2 separate regions of the Danio rerio genome follow, and region 2 is linked to region 1. The links are chromatin contacts, called in public Hi-C maps. All regions are on one chromosome and are shown on one strand. Each heading gives the region's core, a stretch centred on a gene start, on an enhancer-like site or on the middle of the called end of the contact. The rest is flanking DNA. Distances are from core to core; before and after follow the strand shown.

The links. Hi-C and Micro-C count contacts between places; a contact is called where the count stands out from the background.
Region 2: a Hi-C map of embryo shows a contact between it and region 1, with 2.8 times the contacts expected there. The contact joins the promoter of mfsd6a here to the promoter of ftcd in region 1. A contact is called at or near these places in 3 of 18 Hi-C or Micro-C datasets (caudal fin, embryo and hematopoietic stem cells) and 2 of 4 datasets of contacts at active chromatin or transcription factors (caudal fin and gastrula embryo).

What each region holds. Positions count from the first base shown.
Region 1 is chr22:12,459,937-12,465,673 of GRCz12tu, reverse strand. It overlaps ftcd (formimidoyltransferase cyclodeaminase), which reads right to left and starts at 1,604. Exons shown (of 14, transcript NM_201077.2): 1 at 1,521-1,604. The coding sequence starts at 1,574.
Region 2 is chr22:12,618,140-12,623,689 of GRCz12tu, reverse strand. mfsd6a (major facilitator superfamily domain containing 6a) reads left to right here and starts at 3,689. Exons shown (of 7, transcript NM_001083056.1): 1 at 3,689-4,654. The coding sequence starts at 3,689.

The DNA.
Region 1 (5,737 bases), core at 355-2,854:
GTAACGGCTATCTTCCTATGATCCAATCAGTTCCCAAAGGACAAAATCATTTACTGTGTACATCATGGTAATGGAAAAAAAACAATCTTAACATCCTCAACAATTTTAACGTAGTAAATCTGAGTTTTAAAAGTCATTTATTCACAAAACCTGTTGTAAGGTTTAAGATACCTCAGACACTTTGATGTCTCCACATAAGGACAATACAAACACTGGGTGTAAACACACAGTCAGATATTTGCCTCCACACCACATGGAGTGAAAGTGCGGGAAAGCTTGTTTCCTCCTATCCTTTGTTTACATTTGATATTACTCCCTTCCTCTCCACTAAATGAAGATTTTTGCTTATCCTAGTTGTACTTTTTTGTTGTTTGTATGTTTTAGTTCTGAGAGAAAATCTTGCTAACTCGTAGCACTAGCATAGCATTTCATTTAACATTAATTGACAATTCATCCGATTACTTGAGCTAAAAATATTCAAACAACTATAAATTATATGATTCGGATGTTAAAATAAACCAAAAACTGACCTCTAAGATCTACTACAACACAGATGACTCTAAACAGGAAGCAGCCAGGTTTGTCACCTTTTCTGTTGTGATCTGCACTATTTGCAGCATGTTTCTGTATTTGCATGTATTGAAAAGTGATGTTTTCTCAGTTTGTTAGTGTTTTTCTAGTTGCATGTTTTCCAAACGCAGTACATTTGCAAGTCCTGAAGGCTGAATATTTAAAATTGGCTGAAAATTCACCCAAAAATGAAAATTCAGTTTATTCATTTTTTCTTCCTCTAAAACTTCCTGTTTGAATTTCATTCTTCTGTTGAACACAAAGGAAGATATTTTGAAGAATACTGGAAAAAAAAAACTAATGTTCATGGTATTGTTTTATTAAAGTGTGTTTTCCCAACATTCTTCAGAATATTTTATTTTGTGTTCAACAGAAGAAGGAAATTCATAAAAAGTTCCCACTTTATAAGTGGCCTTAACTTCTAGGCACTTACATCAAAAAATAAATACAATGTACTTACTTTGTTTATAGTATATTGACGTGGGATACAGATCACGTTCTGGACAGGTTTGGTAGTATGGCTAGGTTTAGTGATAGGTTAAGGTGTAACAGTATAATTTAAAATTTAATTACAGATGTAATAGTTTTTTAATCAATTTTAAGTACATTGTAAAAACATGTATTTACACAATAAGTACACTGTAACAAATGATTAATTTCAGTGTAAGTCCATATTAGTAAAGACAACTTAATATAAAGTGGAACCGAAAAACACTTGAGTGTGTGTAAATATTACATTTTTGAGGGAACTATGCTTTTAAAATGCACAACATCACAATATATGCATTTGCTGTTTACACAGTGACAATAATGATATGAAATATATGACAAAATATGATATCTTTGTTGTTTTAACCAGTATATTTTCCTCAACACTGTTGTTGTTTATATTAATGGCCAATTAGTTTTGTCAGTTGTGCAAATATACAGTACATCAATGTTAATCTTACCTCCTTGTTACGTCCCTCTGAGAAATTAGGTACACACTCCACCAGTTTAGCCATGACTGCAAGAGCTTTCCTCACACACACTTCAATACTGACCCTAAAGTTGAACTTTTAAAGCGGGCGGCATGCATGTGTTTTGAATAATTAACCCGTCTCTTGGACTGGATTCAGGTCATTTAATGATTCCCCTGTCTTCACAGATAAACGCTTTTGGAGAGGGGTCGCCGTCAAACATTGTTTGGGGACGTTTTTAATCTGGCTCCTGAATAATGTTGGTTTATTAATGGTCAAAGATTGAAGCTTAAATGGATTGTTTACACCCAAAATATTTAATATACTCACTATTTACTCACCCTCAAGTGATTAGAAATTATTAAGAGTTTCTTTCTTTGGTTGAACACAAACTAATAAGGGTATTTCAAAGAAAGCTAAAAACCCTCATCTTCCATAGTAGGAAAGACAAATACTATGGAAGTCAACGGTTACAGGTTTTCATCATTCTTCAAAATATCTTCTTTTGTGTTTTTCAGAAGAAAGAAAGTTGTAAACGTTAGAAAGAAGTCTAAGGTGAGCAAATGATGACAGAATTTTTAATTGTGAGTGCACTATCCCTTTAATCATAGACAGAGATTTGGCTTTCAGTATGTACTGTAGTAACAAGTAAATTGTGAATTGATAAAGCAGACGGTTTAATAAATGACTCTTGAAAAGCACCCAGACAGTTGCATCATGACCAAGCTGGGACGTCTGTTAATGACTGATCCAGAAATAGGCCAAAGAGCTGAAGGAGGAGCACAGATTTAGACCTTCTGTGTTTTTGGATGGAACACAGGTCTGATACACCCGCCTGTTAAAGTGACACCAATGTTATGCAAGAGTGAGGAGGGTAAAGTTCAAAAAAACAGAAGATAGTTGCTTATGGGGTCTGCATGTGGTCAAAATACTTGCAAAAAAAAAACATTTTAGGAGGAGTAGCTCAAATAAAATAATTAAAAGTAATTAAAATAAATAAATAAATAAAATATTTAAAATAATTAAAGTGGCAATAATAATAAAAATAATAATTTAACAGCATGCACTGTCAACCCTGGCACCTTAGACAGGCAGGTGTAAGCCTTTCAAATCGTGTCCTGAATTTCCCACAGGTGAACTCTAATTAAGCTGCTGAAACATCTTAAGAATGATCAGTGGACACAGAATGGACCTGAGCTCAATTTAAAGCTTCACAGCAAAGGCTGTCAATACTGATGTACATGTGATTCTTCAGGTTTTTTTTTTTTTCATTTTAATAAATTTGCAACAATTTCAAAAAATCTTTTTTCTCATTATCGTTATGGCGGATTGCGTGTAAAGTTGTGAAGAAATAAATTAATCTAATCCATTTTGGAATAAGGCTGTAACATGAAAATTTGTGGGAAAAGTGAAGCTCTAGGAATACTTTACACTTGATATGTATACAGGTTGTATATGAACAGAGTTTACAATAGACAAATATAGGTACAGGTTGCTATCAATAATCAGAGGTATGCAGAAAGATATGGACATGATAACAAATGTATATGTACAGTGGGTAAATGTAAAATTCAAGATGAATTAGTGCAACGTAGTGCAATAAATATGTGCAACTTAGTTTTACCAAAAATATTAGGAGCTGTCTAATAATAATAATTATTATTAATATTATTGAATAATTCATTCATTGATTTTCTTTTCGGCTTAGTTCCTTTATTAATCTGGGGTGGCCGCAGCGAAATGAACCGCCAACTTATCCAGCATTTGTTTTCGCAGCAGATGCCCTTCCAGCTGCAACCCATCATCGGGAACACCCATACACACTCATTCACACACATACACTACGGACAAGCTTATTCAGTTCACCTATAGCGCATGTATTTGGACTGTGGGGGTAATTGGAGCACCTTTAGGCTACAGTTTTTTTAACTTTAAAACTTCAACAGATTCCTCTTTGTTCCTAATGATACTGTATATGATGTAATAAATTTGTATTTTAAAATTTAGTCTTGTTTTAATTTAATTTATTTTTTTTTGCGATTTTGTGGTGTAGTTATGATGACATCTGACTAGCTAATGCAGTTTTTAAATCTTATAGTATTAATTAATCAATATTTTATCCATAACCCACAGTAAATAAAAACAGTATTTAAAAGTTGCATAAAAAGCAACAACATGCAAAAAAAATAAATAAATAAAAGACCTCAGCCTTTAATTCTTGTCATAGGATTGTATATTAGATTAGATACTTTTAGATTAACAACACAGACTGATTTTATAGCACCAGGTTAAACTTTCTGACTTCTTCATGGTAATCAAATGCATTGAAAATAAATACAGGCCACAACTGAACATTGAGGATGATCTCCAAAATTAAACCCATAGACTTAAAACATGGTGAAAAAGGCTGAAAACATGGTGTCCACCAGGTTCATTGAGGTGAGGTTAATATTAAATTAAACAAATGAGTTAGTAATTATATTAATTAAAGCCAATGATTGTTAAGACTGTTGCACTTTTTTGTTTTGGCAATATAATCATGTTTGTATAGGCCTATTGTTGTGTGTGCAACATTTGTATATTTATAACTACCTCTGCCTGTGACTCGCGACCCCAACATTTCTCAATGTTATGTTGGGGCTCGCGAGCTGAAAAGTTTGGGAACGTCAATTAAAAGTCCTATATAAGTCAGAAATTTAATTTACAATGGTTTTAAAAAAGACTAAAGAAAGCATACATTTGAAATAGTGTCTGACACCAGCAGAAACCGTGGTTGTGATGTTCTATTCCACTATGGATTTTTATAAATATCCGTTTTACAATACATGACTCTTTGTACTATTATGATTACATCAAAATGAGTAGACTAAAAAGTGATAATATGAAGCCAAAAAATACAAAACCCAATTATGTATATGTAACGGAGGCCAGCTAGTGTGTGCTGTGCAGGTAAACCTCACTCCTCTGACCTGTAAAGATGCTCTAGCGACAGATGCTAGAGGCCGTGGTCTTTAGCCTCCTTGTTAGAGCAACCGACTCCCTTGTGGAAGGTAGCCGGTTTGATACCAGCTCTGAGCGGGTTGGGTGGTGTAGAACCAGTGGGGTTACATATACACTACTATTTTTATAACATAATATGTGCAAACAAAAATACACACTTTTGTCTTTGCAGACTTTTCGTCTTTGCATTTACTTGTGTTGTATTCCAGTTTTTCTCAGTCGCTTTGGTACATTTCTCAGATTTGAAATGTACAAAACAGTAAGTGCATTTCTCAAAACAGCACACACAAATAGCAGAACAGCATGGATTACCTGCAAAAGCCAATCTCTTGCTTAAAATCTTTAGTTCATCTCTTAATATATCAGTGCCGTCAGAGTGACAAGTCCTTGTGTCATTGTGTACGGATAAGAAAGTCAAATTACTTACTCGTGTTGTCAATATAACTGTACTCTGGAGGGATGTTCTCATGTAAGCTATGGCTAATTTGGTTCTTTTTTTTGCAGTTTGTATTGTAATTTGTTGCCAGATCATGTGATTGTGATACAGAAAGGAAAAGACAGCACTACACAGGACCAAGAAAAAAACAAAACTAAAGTAGAAATGTGAACATAGGACAATCTCTTTTCAGATGCACCTTCACTAGACAAAGTCAAAATTGGCCTGGGAGCAATTTACCAATTATAGATTTAAGTCTAATGGAAATGTATGGAAAAATGCATTGTGACTAAATATTATGACAACTTGTTCAACTTCTTTTATATATATAACTTGACATTAACTTTTTTTCTCACCACCCACTGGTCATTTTCACAAGACAATTTTTTGTTGGGCGAGGCAGTGGCGCAGTAGGTAGTGCTGTCGCCTCACAGCAAAAAGGTCGCTGATTCGAACCTCGGCTCAGTTGGCGTTTCTGTGTGGAGTTTGCATGTTCTCCCTGCGTTCGCGTGGGTTTCCTCCGGGTGCTCTGGTTTCCCCCACAGTACAAAGACATGCGGTACAGGTGAATTGGGTAGGCTAAATTGTCCGTAGTGGATGTTTCCAAGAGATGGGTTGCGGCTGGAAGGGCATCAGCTGCGTAAAAACTTGCTGGATAAGGTGGCGGTTCATTCCGCTGTGGCGACCCCAGAAAGGGACTAAGCCGACAATTAATGAATGAATGATTTTTGTTGTTGTTGGAAACTGTATTTTATATACTTAAATTTGACCT
Region 2 (5,550 bases), core at 2,440-4,939, 160 kb before region 1:
TATGAAGAATGTTGGAAACTGGTAGTCATTGACTACATTTACATGGACATCAGTCATCAGATTATTTTCCCTAATCTGAATATGACAATAATATGATTAAGGTGTTTGCATGAGTTGCTTTTTGAATGACCTTTCATGATCCCGCTTTTTCATGTTATAGCACATAATTCGATTGCCATCATTGTGTCATCGCGCTATCCACGTTTCCTCTGGAATTTCATATAGTTTCGGGTGTTTCATTTTTAATTTGTGGACTTAAGTTGCAGTTTGACCCTTCCACTTTCATTCAGGAACATTTCAAGCATGCCCTCCTTGACAAACGAGATATTGGATGCGAGTATGAACTGCTGGAAGTGCTAACACATGTCGAATGGGAGAAAAAAAACCTCCACATTTTTAAGTGTGTGTTTGTGTCTGTGGTCCCTAACTGACTCGGTAGGTGCAGAGAATAGTGTCAAACAGCTGTGTGTATATGGAATATTCTGTTGCAAAATGCGGTGAAAATCCCACATGACGGTAATAGTTTGATTGCTGTGTTTACATGTACTGCACTTCAATAATGCGATTAAAATCGGCACACTCCACATGTGTTAATTTGATTTCTCTTTAGTTTGATTATGACCTTAATCAGATTAAATAATCAAAAATTGCTCTTTTACATGGTAGACTCTTAGGGTGCTTTCACACCTGTGAATCAATTCAGTTGTTCCGAAACAGAGATTACAATTGTTACATTGTTGCTCTTTGCTCTTGGAGCGGTTCGCTTTCACATTGCAAAGTTTCTAATCGGACCAAAAGAGCTAAAACAAGTTACGTGTGAGTAAACCCTCCTTACATTGGTCAGAGTGTCAGGGTTTATTTTGCAGCGTCCCGCTAAACTGTCAGGAGAGGTGGTGGTTTGGTGGTGATTGGGTGCGCGCGCGACGTGTCTGAGGAGAGACGCGGTGGGGAGGGGTGAGAAGGGTGCGCGACGATGCCTATTTGAGGACCTGGAGGGAGACGCGAGACTACCGGGAGATCATCACTCGTTTGCGGGAATCCGGAGACTCGCGAAACTTCCCACCCCACTCATAATTCTCTTTTCATATATAGCCGTATATGCCTATTACATATCCATAAAACACAGTGATACAACCGCGCTCGGATCGGATCGCTTTCTCACTACAATCGAACCGCTCCAGGGTTCGTTTCAATCGAGCCGAGACCACCTCATTCAAGCGATCTCGGAGCGATTACTTTGGTGCGGAACAGAGTGCGATTGCCCTGTTCACATATGCCAAACAAACCGCGCTAACTGGGCAAACGAGATACATTCCGAAACAAAAATGTAGGTGTGAAAGCACCCTTAATCACAGTATTGTCTTAATCTTATGAAAATCAGATTATTAGTGTCCATGTAAACATACTCATCAACTACCATTTTTTTTTTTGGTAGTGTGGTATGGATGTCAATGACTATTCTTCAAAGTATCTTTTTTGTTCAACAGAGGAAGCGTTTAGAACCACCATGTGGGGGAGTAAATGGCTAGTAAAAAATTTGCTTTAGTTTGCATTGGAATTTGATACTATAGTAAGTGATCATGTGTAAATGTAAAACTTGTGTGTCCATATTGACCCTATTTGAATATATATATATATATATATATATATATATATATATATATATATATATATATATATATATATATATACATACATACATACATACTTACTTACATACATACATACATACATACACACACATACATACACACACACACACACACACACACACACACACTAATTCATTTTATTGAATTTATGTATATGACAATTGCTGTACCTAAATACTCTTACTCTCTCCCGAAAACTATAAAGCGTGATTTATTTCACTTTAACATTTGATCCATTGTGTTTATTTATGATAGTTTGTTTGTTCAATAAATGCAGTGCTTCCCACACATAGACTTTACTTGGGTGAGCCTCCCAGGTATAATTGGTGACACTTTATTTTTTTATTATGATCATTATCTTTTACACTTTTTTTGTATCCGCTTAATAACCAAACATCCGCAATCGATTAACAAGTGGAAAATCTCCTCTCGCCCTACATGTTTCCTACTTGTCATTGTATGTGTGCAGTCAATTGTCAACACTCCCAAACACAATCACACATGCTCTGTAGAGACGCACCTTTTTGGGACTTAAAAATGCGTCCGTCAGGGGTTTCTAAATCTCCTAAAATATCCAGGAATTGGCTTTTGGTTTCGATTTCTAAGCAGTTGTATGTGTTTTTGCATTACATTTTTATTTAATTAATAAATTACATTCATTATTTTAAGCCTAATTTACCCTAAGTACACCATGTGCACAGTGGCAAGAGTCAGAGAAACATTAAATAATTAATTATTTGATCTAAATGACTCTTAAAATGTTAATCCATTGAAAAGATAGCGTATAATAAATAAAAGTATTGTTAAAAATCACTTTTTTGTCGCATATAGGTAACCATATGTTGTGTGTAAAAGGTGTGTTTTAATCCGGCTACCACCGCAAGTATATTTAAAACCTGTTGGAAGCATTGAAATGTATATAATAGAGTATATACAAGAATCAGAGAGTGAAATTCAGTACCTTTTAAGAACTTTTTTTTAAGACTCTTTCCATACAATTTAAGTATTTATAACCATTTTAGGTTTCAACTCAAAACACTGGAGAGATTTTAACTTACAGTATATTTACTTCATTGTAATGTAAGAAACTAATCCAAATCTAAAAGGTTATTCATATACTGAATAAAAATCTATTAAATCTAGCTAGTTCAGCAGGTTGGCGCCTATAGAGCTGCAGAAATAATGGTGATGCCTCAGTTACTGCAGTAAACTTGGAGATTTTTATTAATTTCATAAACTACACAGCATCCTAATAATCTCAGATTAAATTCAGGCAAACTATAGCATACAACTATACATTGCATATTCAAAATTTATAAAAAATAAATAAATAAATTAATACCTTGCAAAATAGCATTTAAGACATTTTTTTTAAATTGGTTTTAATGAACATACAAACGTAAACAAAAAAGGGCAAAGACAAATGTATCAGTAAACAAGTATAGCAGCAAAAAGGCAAAGAGAAATAAAATTAAATAAATAAATAAATAAATAATAATAGTAATGAAATAAATAAACATACAAACAAAATACAAAAAACATAATACACAAAGTTATGCCGTGGTTAAGGTCACACGTTGTGAAAATACATCAGATGTGTTCATAGAGTTAGAGGATCATTAGAGGCATCCATATTTTTTGAAAGGCATCCCCTTTGTTTTTTAAGTAGCATTTAAGACTTTTAAATACTTTTTAAGGGCCTTAAATTAATACTTTTTAAGACCCCATAGACACCCTGAATAAATTACATATAAATATATTTACATTTCTCTCCCCTACAAATCCTCCCAATCAATCTAAAGTAGTAGTTATAATAGTAATTATAGTAGTAATAGTGAAACTGGTGAAATTGTATTTATATCACAATATATTGCAAAGAAATAAAATCATAATGTCAGTTTTTTTCCAATATTGTGCAGCTCTATTACCCTATTTACAAATGGCATCCAATATAAATTGAAAATGTCATTTTTAAAATAATCCATACTTTTGTATGTTTTTTGACCCTACCAGAAATATCAAGCACCCCAGAAAAGATGGCAGACGACCGAGTGGCCATCTTAACAGAAGATGAGGAGGAGCTGAAGAGGAAACACCTTGAGCGCTTTGACCGCCTGTCACTTGAGATTCAGTCACCATCTCAACCACCTGAAAATGATGTACCAAATGATACAGCGCCAACTCCATCCCCTCAACACGAATTGAGCTGCTGTGAACGGTTGTTCTTACGCGTCAACCGCCACCTTCTTGTGTCAAAAGTGTTTTATTTGTTCTTTTATGCCGCCTATGGTTCCCTTCATCCCCTTCTTGCTCTCTACTACAAGCAGCTGGGGATGAATCCAACTCAAAGTGGTCTCCTAGTGGGAATCCGATATTTCATAGAGTTCTGCAGTGCCCCTTTTTGGGGCATTGTCGCAGATCGATATAGGAAAGGAAAAGCAGTCTTGCTGTTCTCAATGTTGTGCTGGATCCTTTTCAATGCTGGGATTGGCATTGTGAAGCCCCCAATTATGGCATGTAAAGAGGAGACCATCCCGACAACGACCAAGGTACCAACTGTCCACCCTACCCCTTCTAATGAAACATTCTTCCCCAACACTAGTTCAACTAGTCAAATGAGACGGCGCAGGGATCTAATTGGACAATACCCTTGGCGAACCATCCTTTCCTCCGGTCAATCTTCAGGCTACATCTCTGAACATCGAATCAAACGAGATTCAAACTTGAGTTTTACCCCGGCACCTGAAGAACTGGCTAACACCACACAAACTAACCAAACCAGTACAACCACACAACCCAAGCCAAGCACGTCCATCTCAACATCAACCCCCAGCAGCACAAACACAACATCTAGCAGCACTACCAAGAGTACCACAACCAACCCAAACTTGCCACCCCCTGAGTATAACATGGACCAGGTTAACGCCATTTTTCTCCTGATTCTGCTCGTCATCATCATTGGCGAGTTTTTCAGTGCTCCAGCTATTACAATTGTAGATACGGTACGTAATGCTTTTTCTTCAAAATTAGCTTAGGTAGGGTTAGTTTACACAAAAGTTAAAATTCGGTTATTAGCTACACTCACCTTTGTGTTAGGAATAAATCCCCTGAGACCTTTGTTCATATTCTGAACACAAATTAAGATATTTTAGATCATGGGTCTCAAACTCAATTCCTGGAGGACCACAGCTCTGCACAGTTTTGTTCCAACCCTAATGAAACACAGCTGATGCAACCAATTAATCAAGGTGTTCAAGATTCTCCTGAACACCTGGACTATCTGGATCAGCTGTGTTTGATTAGGGTTGGAACAAAACTGTGCAGAGCTCTGGTCCTCCAGGAATTGAGGTAGGGACCTATGTTTTAGATAAAATCTGAGAGCTCCCTCATCCTCCATAGACAACAATGATCCAGAGATGTTTATAGTCCAGAAAAGGAACAAAAAACATTTTCACATGTATCATTATCACAGTCGTTGCTGTACCATGGCTGCTACAGGAGCATTGATATTACACATTGTATCCCTGTAATATCATTGCACCTGCGGCAGAAAAGTTACTTGATTATTACACTGGAATAAGAGTATAGTTCCTAGCCACATCAACTCAGAAAACAACTTTTGATTTCCCATCAGTCTTAGTATACGATATAACTACAAAAGAATTAAATGTTAAATATGAAAGTTATCTAAGCTTATAGAGCTTATAGAACTATCAATTTGAGTGCTAAGAGTCTAAACCAGGGGTTCTCAATCTCAGTCCTCGAGGTGTTCTGCAGATTTTAACTCCAACCCCAATCAGACACACCTGGGATAGCTAATCAAGCTCTTACTAGACTTACTAGAAACATCCTTGCTGGTGTGTTGAGGCAAGTTAGAGCTAAAATATGCAGGACACCA